2 separate regions of the Anas platyrhynchos genome follow, and region 1 is linked to region 2. Evidence: chromatin contacts called from public Hi-C data. All regions are on one chromosome and are shown on one strand. Each heading gives the region's core, a stretch centred on a gene start, on an enhancer-like site or on the middle of the called end of the contact. The rest is flanking DNA. Distances are from core to core; before and after follow the strand shown.

The links. Hi-C and Micro-C count contacts between places; a contact is called where the count stands out from the background.
Region 1: a contact with region 2 is called in a Hi-C map of F5 follicle, with 2.4 times the contacts expected there. The contact joins the enhancer-like site here to the promoter of ARL4C in region 2. A contact is called at or near these places in 5 of 8 Hi-C or Micro-C datasets (F5 follicle, liver, skeletal muscle and 2 more).

The regions. Positions count from the first base shown.
Region 1 is chr7:29,948,591-29,953,561 of IASCAAS_PekinDuck_T2T, reverse strand. No RefSeq gene overlaps it. Among named protein-coding and RNA genes, the nearest start is that of ARL4C, 61 kb to the right of the region's middle. Within about 2 kb of position 1,626, at least 5 of the 8 cell types and tissues checked have an H3K27ac peak or open chromatin away from gene starts, as enhancers often do. A contact at or near this core is called in F5 follicle and small yellow follicle, where this site is marked.
Region 2 is chr7:29,888,008-29,893,118 of IASCAAS_PekinDuck_T2T, reverse strand. ARL4C (ARF like GTPase 4C) reads right to left here and starts at 3,394. Exons shown (of 1, transcript XM_027461104.3): 1 at 1-3,394. The coding sequence starts at 3,203. The coding sequence ends at 2,625.

The DNA.
Region 1 (4,971 bases), core at 377-2,876, 62 kb before region 2:
GCACAAGCCTGAAATGCTAACAGCAATGTCACTGCTGTGCTTAAATGCGGCTCTTGCTAATGAGATGGAGCCACGTTTCCTCCAGCCAGGTCTTTTTTGTGCCACAATGCCTTTTTAGATTAATGACAGGGTAGCTCTGAGGGGACTCATGTCCTCACTGAGACAATTCATGGTCTGGTCAAGCCTGTGCCCATGTAAATTGGCACTGGGGCGTCAAGAGTTTGATCTCCCGTTGGTGCCTCAGTAGGGTTCACTTGTTTGTTATGCAGTATTTACTAGGTAAAACTTCTCAGATAAGGTGAAATGTAAGATGCAACGAGATGTGATGCTGTAGCAGAGCAGACCACTTAAATTTTTACATTTTTTTTGCTGTGAAGAAGTGCTGCTCGCTGTTGTATCCCATATCCACGAGCTCTGGCATGAATGAGAGGGACAGTGGAATTGAGCCAACAGAGAGGGAAAAGAAAGGGGAGGGGAAGAGTGCACGTCAAGTAAAATTAGAAAATATGAACCTCATCTGTTATCCACAGAAAGGGGGAGAGATTTCTATGGGCCTCAGCAGGATCAGTAATGGGCAAGCAACCCTGGGAAAAGTCCTGCAGCTGAAATACTTTGAGGCTGGAGGCATGGCCTGGCTGGGAGCTTTTTGTCAATACTCGCAGGAACTGGGTGTGTTGAGAAAACTAAAATTCTTCTGAGAACAGCTGAGAAGGGTGCTGCAAAGCACAGCTGTTCAGCAGCATTTGGGGATCTACACGTAGCTTTGGCCCCTGAGTGACATATCTTCTGTGTTTGTTCTGCTGAAGGCTGTAAAACTTTCTGTGCAGCTCTTTTATTTTTGCTAAGGCGTGTACAGATGTAGCACGGATTCTCCTGAGCATGTCTGGTTGGTTACAGTAGGTGTGAATTGCAGGTGGTCCAAGGAGAGATCAGACCCAGACACTTCTTTTTCTTCTTGGAGCAGCAAGTAAGCCACTGTCCTCACAGGCTTTGAGGCAACATCTCAGGGACCCATCAAAGCCAAAAACACTTGTACTGGAGAAAAGACTGGGCCATGATTGGCGTTGGCTTTTTAAATAAAACCACTTCAAATGTGTCCGTGGCTGTTTTATTTTTGGTGCTAAGAAGAAGAAAGGCAGATTAGCATCTCCTTGCCAGTTGGAAATTACGGACTTTGTGCAGGGGACCAGACTGCCAGACCACCACGCTCTATTTATTGCCCATAGCAATTTCCTCGGTTTTTAAGGATCAGGATGGGTAGGCTGAACATTGTAATTACTCTGTAGTTTACCAAGGCGCTTTCTCCACCCCACTGAAAACAGTTATGATACGTGTGCTGTACCCCAAGCTTCTTACAAAAGAAAGCCAGGCCAAATAATGCTTTTAGAGGTGATGGTGCATCCACCGTGCTTCTACTTGGAGGTCTGCCTTGAGCTCTGGGCTTCAAAGAGAGTCAGACTGCAGTTGAAGTCGGATGTAGCTGTATATCTTTTTTTTCTGCCTTCTGTTCCCAGGGCTGTTAGGCAGCTCCTGTTCCTGCGTGAAGTGAGTAGGGAGTAGTCAGGCTGCAAACATTCTGGTGCAGTTGGAGCCGCAGATTGTGCTTCGCTGAAGCTCTGCGGAGACAAACTTCAGAAAGTTTCAAGGTTAGAGCAGGATTTGAAAAGGGTACATGACGTGTTATAGAGTGTATGCCTGAGCTCTGCTAATAAATAGTAGATAAAAGGAGAGTCTCTTATCAAGGGTCAGAGCACTGCTTCTGAAATACAGCCGCAGATGCATCTCAATATCAGTAGCCTGTTCCAAGCTGCAACCAAACATGCTGAACACGTTCCCTTCATAAAAATGAATTTCTTTCATAAAAGGAGTTATGTAGTGAGGACTGAGGGGCCAATCCTGCCCCAAGGTACCTGAAGCTTGTCTCCCAAAGATGCTGTTTCATTCCTCCTCCCACCCCGTCATCCTGCACACTTCCCCAGCAGTCTCTTATTCATTTATTATCCCAGGCTCCCTGAAGGCTGAGGGTGTGTTTCCCTTTATATGTGCCAGAGAAACTGAATGCTCAGTGCTCACCAGCAGTCTGCAAAAGAACTGCAGCCTCTGACCTGTATCCCCACCACCATATTGTCAGCTCTGCTGGAGCTGCTGTAGGGGAACAAGTTTATTTGAGTCTTGCAAAATGCTTTGGAAATCTATTATTATTTTTTTTATTATTTATTTTTGTTGTGGTATGGCTTTCTGCTGACTTGCAGAAGCCCCTCTGGGCTCCCTGGTGGCAGTAAGATTCTGCAGCCTGTCCCAGGGGCACAGCACTTATGCAGGTGCACAGGCTCCTTGGGGAGGTAGAGTTAAAATTAGAGGAATCTCAGGGCTAGCTGGTGCTTGGCAGGTGCCTCTGGGGTTAAAGCACGGAGAGAACACAGGTGGCCTGCTGCCACCCTCACTTGCAGCCCCGTTTTGGTGTTGGAAATGCATTGTTTGGCATGAGTTTGTTCACTTCTGCTTATCTACGTCTACAGTTCTTGTGTGTCTGAAATCAAGAGAGGTCAGCCTTGGGGATGAAGGCACCTTTCTGCTTATGACAGTGAGAGCTGGGCCCAGCTCTCATCCCTGCCTGCAGGCCTCGTGGTGCTGATAACTTCCCGATGCTGGCTGCAGAACGTGCAGGAGACATCTGCTACACTTCCTTGGACGGGTGCATCAAAGCACGGGCTGTGTTGGGGCTGTGCACATGGGATAGATTAGTGGTGAGCGTGTGCATGCAATTAGATGCCCAGCAGATCCTACAGCGAAGCGTTCAGCTTTCTCCCTGCCACGTGGGGACGGTTCCCTCTGCTGTGGTGCTGCTCTGCATGCAGACGACACAGATGTGGTGGGGAAAGCTGATTTGTGTAGGGTGCCTTTCCTTCGCTGCCACAGAGCAGCAGCTTCTGAGGCATATTTTGTGGGGGGGATTCAAGCCGTCAGGGAGAGAACAAAGTTAACCCAAAGTGGGGCTCGAGGGGGAGAGGGGACCACATCTCATTAAAAGCCAGCTGGAAAAATCTGTCCAAGATGAGATGCATATTTTGCAGATCAGCTTATTGTCATTAAACCTGCTTGAAGCCAAAGTGCAGGCAAACAAGTCTCTGAGCCGCAGGGGGGAGAAACATATATATATATTATATAAAATTACATATTATTTACTATAATTTATATAAATATATAAAATACCCAGAGCTGGGGTCCACCTGTGCGTGAACACACCCAGCAACAGGCAGAGCTACTCGGAGGTTTTATCAACTCTGCCTTCCCTGGCACTTGGTCCTCGCTGGAAAACTATTTATGACAGTAGACAGGGCAGGAGGCAGCGTGATGCCTGATTTAACAGCTTCTCTAAAAGGCTTCCAGGGAAGGGGTGAGACACGTGCTCCTCGTGCACAAGGGAGGGCAGGCAGCGTGTTTCTGTCCCACCACGTCACATTCGTGCAGAGCCGTGGTGGGAGCCAGCAGACAGAGCTTCAGAGAGCAGCACGAATGCAAAGGCAGCAGATCAAGCAGAGCAGGCTTCAAACAGCGAGGGTTTTTGTTTGTTTGTGTCAAAACCCTCTCTCCTGTCTCCACGCTGGGGATGTAAGTATGCAGCAGTGTGGGAGATCTAACAGAGCTCTTCAGTGACGCTTGCCGGCCAGGAAATCTTGAGGAGTGGTTCCCTCTGCCTTTCTGGAGTCCTCTTTGGTGACAGCCTCTCACCTTTTATCACAGCCCATATCCTCCTCCCCTTCTTATTATCCCTTGTTGCACTGAAAAATGTCCTCGACCAGAAACCCTCAAAGGAGCAGGCGCTCTCCTTCCACACACCATTACATTGGCAAAAAGTGTATTTCTGTTATTCATTTATTGAAAATGTGGAGTCATGGACAGGGACAAGGGTTGTGCTTATATACAGACAGTGCTTTCACGGAGACCTAGAGTCATCTGCTCTGCAGACCGGACTCAAAGGGTCCTCCTGCATTCCTCCCATTCTTGGCTGAGGCCGCTACGATAGCTGAGAAGAGCCCCTCCAGAGCCCCTGACACAAGAGAAAGGTGCCCTAATGAGCCTCTGCCTGGGGAGCTGATGACTGTCTCCCTGTTCTATAAACCCGTGCTTTAACAGTGCCACTTCATCTTCTAGCTGTGCAGAGAATGGGAAACTACATTAAAGGTAAAGAGGAATGACATTTGTACTAAGAGTCAAAAAGAAAATATCTCATTCACTAAAGCCTGATGGTGAAATCAGGAGTTTCTACATCTCTGTGAACCATCTCTGTTGGTTCTCTTTAAAAGAATCTTTTCAAACCCCAATTCCCTTTTCCTATACAGTATTTCTTCTATGCTGATTGACTTTTTCGCTGGAAATACGTTAGCAGATGCAGCCTTCCTGGTGTTGTGTATCCTGGACAATTGTGTGGTGAAAGTGTTTTTTACCTACATTTGCTGGGGATTTTTCTTCTTCCCCAGCCTTGAATGAGGCTGTCACAATGGGTGACAATACTGACTCTTAAATCAGTCTCTGTTGGTCCACGGAGCAATAGGTGTTATTCGTGGTTCTCACTTCAGATTTTTATTTATTGTTTGTTTGTTTTTTATTGTAGCTCTTCTACAAACTTTGAGGCTAGTGATGGGATTCCCCCAGCTGAAGTTCCCATGTTGCCTTTTTATTGAGTTGAAGAATGATTTGTGCTGATGTTTCATACAAAGACTGGCATTGAGTGAAGATCTGGTATGATTCACACAGTTTTGAGATGCTGAGGATTTTTCAGTGGCTAGTAGGATGAGATCTTCCAAGTAGTTATATATCTAATGGGGTTTGATAGCCTATTTTTGTCCTGGTTTCAGGAAACTACATCTAGTTCAATGCAAGGAAAGGTTTGGGGGCAAGTTCAAGATGATTCGAGCCTTTATAGCCAAGGAGGTCTTGTTTTCTTTTTCTGTTCAAGCTCAAGTGCAA
Region 2 (5,111 bases), core at 2,145-4,644:
TTCAGTTCACAGCATTATGTCTGCATCTTTTTTTAAAAAAAGAGGAAAGACAGGAGGGACAGAGACTGACGGGCAGGGGCAGGGCTAAGACACAGGCAGCAGGATTTCCAACACTGATGGGCACACGGCGAGGTACCTCGTGGAGTGAGACCCGTACCTCATGACGTCGGCTAAAATAAAAAAAAAGGGGTCGTTCAAACAGGTTTAGAGGACACACAACCTCGCAAAACGCTCGGCTCGTTTTCAGAGCAACAACCAACACGGGCAGTCAGTCCCCTTTAGCTGCTGTTCTGCTGAAGCACCTCTTCTTCTAGCCCACCATAGGCGACGCTCATCTTCACACAGGAAAATCAGCACGCAGTCGTGAAACGTTACGGAAATACCACGGAAGCCATTAGCTACTAATTGGAGAAGTACTTTTAATTATTGCAGAAAGCCGAGCTGGTGGGAACGGCACCCCGACAGCATCCCGCCTGCCTCGGATGAGCCTCAGAGCACGCGAGCCAGGCGCGTGCCTGAAAGCTCAGCCAAAAAGCAGTCCCATCTCCGAGGGGATGCTCGGTGCCAGCAGACCCAAGATCCACACCTTGACGGCGAGGAGGCAAAACACACAACACCCACATTCGTTCTTCTTAAGAGGTGGAGAGGTGGCGGGCAAAAGGAGTTCTGTGTTTTGCCCCTGGAATGGGTCACTCGCCAAAAAAAAAAAAAAAAAAAAGAAAACAAAAAGGTTTAAGTGTTTGGCTTCTGTGGCATCAAAAATAAATATTTTGCTCTCTCTCCCAACAGCAAATACCAAAGTGTTCCAGGTGAAGACAAAGCAAAGGAAACCCAACGAGGCAGGCACACAGCCTCCTAAGCTGATGGGACCAGCCCACTCGCTCCGCGCACAGGTCGGGACTCGTGTAGGAACTCAAATCCCGCAAAAAAAAAAATAACAAGAGACGTACTGCTTGGCCGCAGCGTTTGTTTTCTGACAAAATGCCATTGGAAAGGTACCGCGCTCGTCGCTGCAAGGGGAGAATCAACTCCCTGAAACCTGAGGGCATTTTTTTTTTTCTTTGTCTGCTTGGTGGTTTCCTTGGCTGTTTCGGGGAGGGTTTTCGAACAGGAAGGCTGGTGGAAAAGCACCACAAACTCCTGCCTGCCCGGCTCTCCCTCCTGTCTGTGGGCAACGTGGGGAGCGGGGACCCTGCTTTTGTCCCGCAGAGAGCTGGTTCCCGGGCCAAAACACTGCCAGCAAATGGCTTACAGTCCCCAGGGCCCCCAGCCTGGCCTGATCCCACCTCGGTGCCCAAACATTCACCTGCTGGCAACTGGGGGCTCTCTGCTTTCCATCGGGTTTAAATCTTCATAAAAAAAATAAGCTCCCCCCCGCCTCACCCCCTCTCTCCACACCCCATCGTTTCCCCGGCACTGCCGAGTCCCCTTTTCCTGCCGCATTTTGCAATCTTTTTGCAGGGTTTTGCAAGCTCTGCCCTTTTCACCCGGCAGCTGTCCGTCCTGCCACGACCTCCCCGAGCTCCTGTTTAACAAGCGCTGCCCCAGCCTCCCGCACCAGCTGCAGGGCAGCACGGTGACCGGTCCACCCAGCGGTGTACAAAGCTTTTTTTTTTTCTTAAAATCTGTATTTTGGGTCACCCCGAATGGAGCATATTAGCACCTTGGCGCATGCCTGGGCACAATAAAGACCTGCTCGTGGCTTTGCTTCAGGAGAAGCCACAACCACGCCTTTAAGAACAGAGACTCCTGGACGCCCCTCACTTCACCCTTTTTTTTTTTTTTTCTTTTTTTTTAAGCAAACAGCTTAAAGCTCAGCACCAGTCACCAGCTGCTACACACCCCCAGCCGCTGCGGCATTACTGAAGGCTGCCTGCCCTTGTGCTCTGCACTCATCTGCTCCCTAAAACACCAGCCCGCGGGGTTTGGATTTGTCCCCTCGGCCGGGGTTTGTCCCCATGGCTGGGGTTTGTCCCCTCGTCCAGGTTTTGTCCCCTCGGCCATCTCCCCCATTTTACGCTACTCCAGCCCCCCAGTGAGGGATGAAGGCAGCCGAGAGCCGCCCTCCTTGCCGGCTGACCTTGCATTAAAAGCTCCAGGCGCGCGTTCGCCCTCTCTCAAATGCACTTTAACAGGGTCCTGCCCTGTTCACCCCTTGGCCTCCGTGCCCCGCAAGGACGGAGGGGCGCTGGGGCGGCCACCCCGGCTCCATGGGCTCTCGGCCGCCCGCGGCATCTTGTCCCGCTCAGAGCATCTCCAGCCTGGCCAGGGGGGCTCAGGGCATCTCCAGCCCGGCCAGGGGGCTCAGGGCATCTCCAGCTCGGAGCCCAGCAGCCACCCTGTGCTCCACGCCGCCCTCCGGCCGGGGAAAGGGTGGTGGGCAAGGGGGAAGAGCGGGAGAAGGAGATCCTGGCTCTCGCCCGCAGTCAGGATCAGGGCTTGGCTAGCAGGAGCGGTATTGTTATCACCGCTATTGTCGTCGTTTCGTTTGGAAAGGGACAAAAAAAAAATAAAAAGAAGGAAAAAAAAAAAAAAGGAAAACACAAAAAACAGGATCGCTTTGGTTCTCTCTCCCCCTCGGTTCCTTTGTCTGCATTCCCACCCGTCCACGCGTCTGCGGGCTTCTACCGCTTCTTCTTCTGCTTGAGGGACTTCCTCCGCTTCAGGATCATCTCGTAGAGCTTGTCCATGCCCTCCGTCAGCCCCTCGCCGATGATGGCGCAGGCGGGCTGGATGTGGTAGGTGGTGGAGGGGGTGAGCTCGTGCAGGGCCAGCTGCTTCTCGATCTCGGCCACCGGCAGGGACTTGGGCAGGTCCTGCTTGTTGGCGATGACCAGCAGCGGCGTGCCCTGGTTCTCGGCGAACTTGGTCACCTTGTGCAGCTCCGTCTTGGCCTCCTCCAGCCGGTCCACGTCCACCGAGTCCACCACGTAGATGATGCCGTCGGTGCAGCGGCTGTAGGACTTCCAGAGCGGGCGCAGCTTCTCCTGGCCGCCCACGTCCCAGAAGTGGCAGCTGATGCCCTTGGCCGTGCCGTTGCTCAGCCGGATCTTCTCGGTGTTGAAGCCGATGGTGGGCACGGTGTTGACGAACTCGTTGAACTTCAGCCGGTACAGCACCGTCGTCTTCCCCGCCGAGTCCAGCCCCAGCATGACGATGTGCAGGGACTGGAAGGCGGAGATGTTGGACGAGATGTTCCCCATGGCCGCCTGCGGGGCGCCCCTTGCCGCCCGCCCCCCCCTCCTCCTCCCCTCACAACCCGGCGCCCATGGCCGCGGCCCGGCCCGGCCCGGCTCGGCTCGGCCCAGCCCGGCTCGGCTCGGCCCTGCTGGGCTCTCCTGGGCTCGGCAGGGCTCGGCTCGGCCGCTGGCGGCTCCACGCCGAGCCGGGGCTCGGGGACTGCCGGCCGCCGCCTGCCGCCCCGCCCGGGAGGAGGGGCCGCGCCGCCGCTTCCCTCACGGCCTCCTGCCCTCCTTCCCTGCCTCCTTCCCTCATTCCCTGCCTCTTCGCTGTTCCTCCCAGCCTTGTGGCCGAGCCGAATTGCTCGGGAGGTGACAGCGGGCTCTGTTTTCTTGGTGGAAATGCCCACGAGCAAGGCTCCTTGGCACCTTGTCACCTCCTGGCACCATGTCACCTCCTGGCACCGTGTCACCTCCACGCGTGGCGTGTGGCGTCACGCAGGTGCAGGGCTGGCTGGAGGGTCAAACACCCACCCAGCACACCCTTTGCCCTCCATGGGATAATCGCAGCCTTGCTTTGCCCCAGGTGCTGTGCCAGCTCCAGGGGGAGGAGGTGGCGAGGGCTCCCTCCGAGCTCGGTGGCACTGCACAAAGCCAAACCCGCAGGGTGACGATGCCCAAACCACCACCTCCTGCTCAGCACAAGAGCAGGGCAGGATCAGGGGTGTGCCACGAGCTCTGGGAATAGCTGGATCTTACCGAGGGCTTACAGCAGGCTTAACCTCCTATGTGGATGAAGGACAGCACTGCCAGCCCCGGGACACCCTTTGGGAAGCCCTCTCCCCTCCATCACCTCAACTGCAGGAGCCAAAGCTCCCCTCCCTTGCTCCTCTTTCATTCCCACTGCTGGAGACAGATCTGAGGCTCAGGTTGAAAGGCTTCCCTGTCGAAACAGGCCACCAAAATTTCTTTCTCCCAACAGCTGAAGTCGAAGGGCGAGCTGCCCCTCTCTTTTTTTTTTTTTTCACCCCGGCATTGATTGTGGGTTATAAATAAAGGCGAGATGGGATAGACAGGCTGATCAAACCTGGGGGATGTTCGAAAAAATGGCCTTATATCAGATGATGCCAAGGGGACGGAGATAAACAGGAGCGTTGCAGTGGTGAATTATGCTGCAGCTAATGCCAGCTATCCATAAATAAGCTGTTAAGACCTCCGCTGAATATTAAGCGCAGAAATACCAGCGTTAATCGCAGCTGAGAGGAGTGTGCCCAGTCCATTCAGTGGCAAATTTAGGGAGCCGAAACCCATCTTTGCCATACATCCCCCTCCCTCCTCTACTTTCTGCCCCTCACCCTGAGGTTATGCAGCCAAGGTTAAAGCCAGCATTAGCATCTAAATGTGTGTCTGGGAGCATCTGACAAAGGCAAAAATGCTGGTCCCCAACATTTCGCTCCAGCAGCAAGAAGGCTGTTGCTGCCATAGTAACTGCTTTCAGACATGGCAATTATTTCTTCCCAGCCCCACCAACCCATCTCCCCTCCCCCAGCTAATCTTGTGCTTCGATGTATATTTTTTTTTTTCCTTTTTCTTTCCTTTTTTTTTTATTTCGGTGGCACACAAAGGGATGGAGACCGCACACATCCACCAGCAGCGTGCCTGTGGACAACGTGGGGATGCTTCCTGCACAGGCACAGAGCATCCCTGATGGTGATTGCTGATCTACAACCAATTAGCCCTGTATCACCTGGGCAAAACGAAGCCCTGGAGCAGCAGATTTTGTCAGCAGGCTCTGGCAAATGCAGTGACCTGGGGGGGGAAATTGGTTTGCAGAGGGTGTCGCAACTCCTAGAGCATGCAGGCGCCTCTCACACATTTCTTCTCTCTGGCATCACTTGTCTTAGTCTGCTTCCTTTTGTTTCTGCCTTAAAA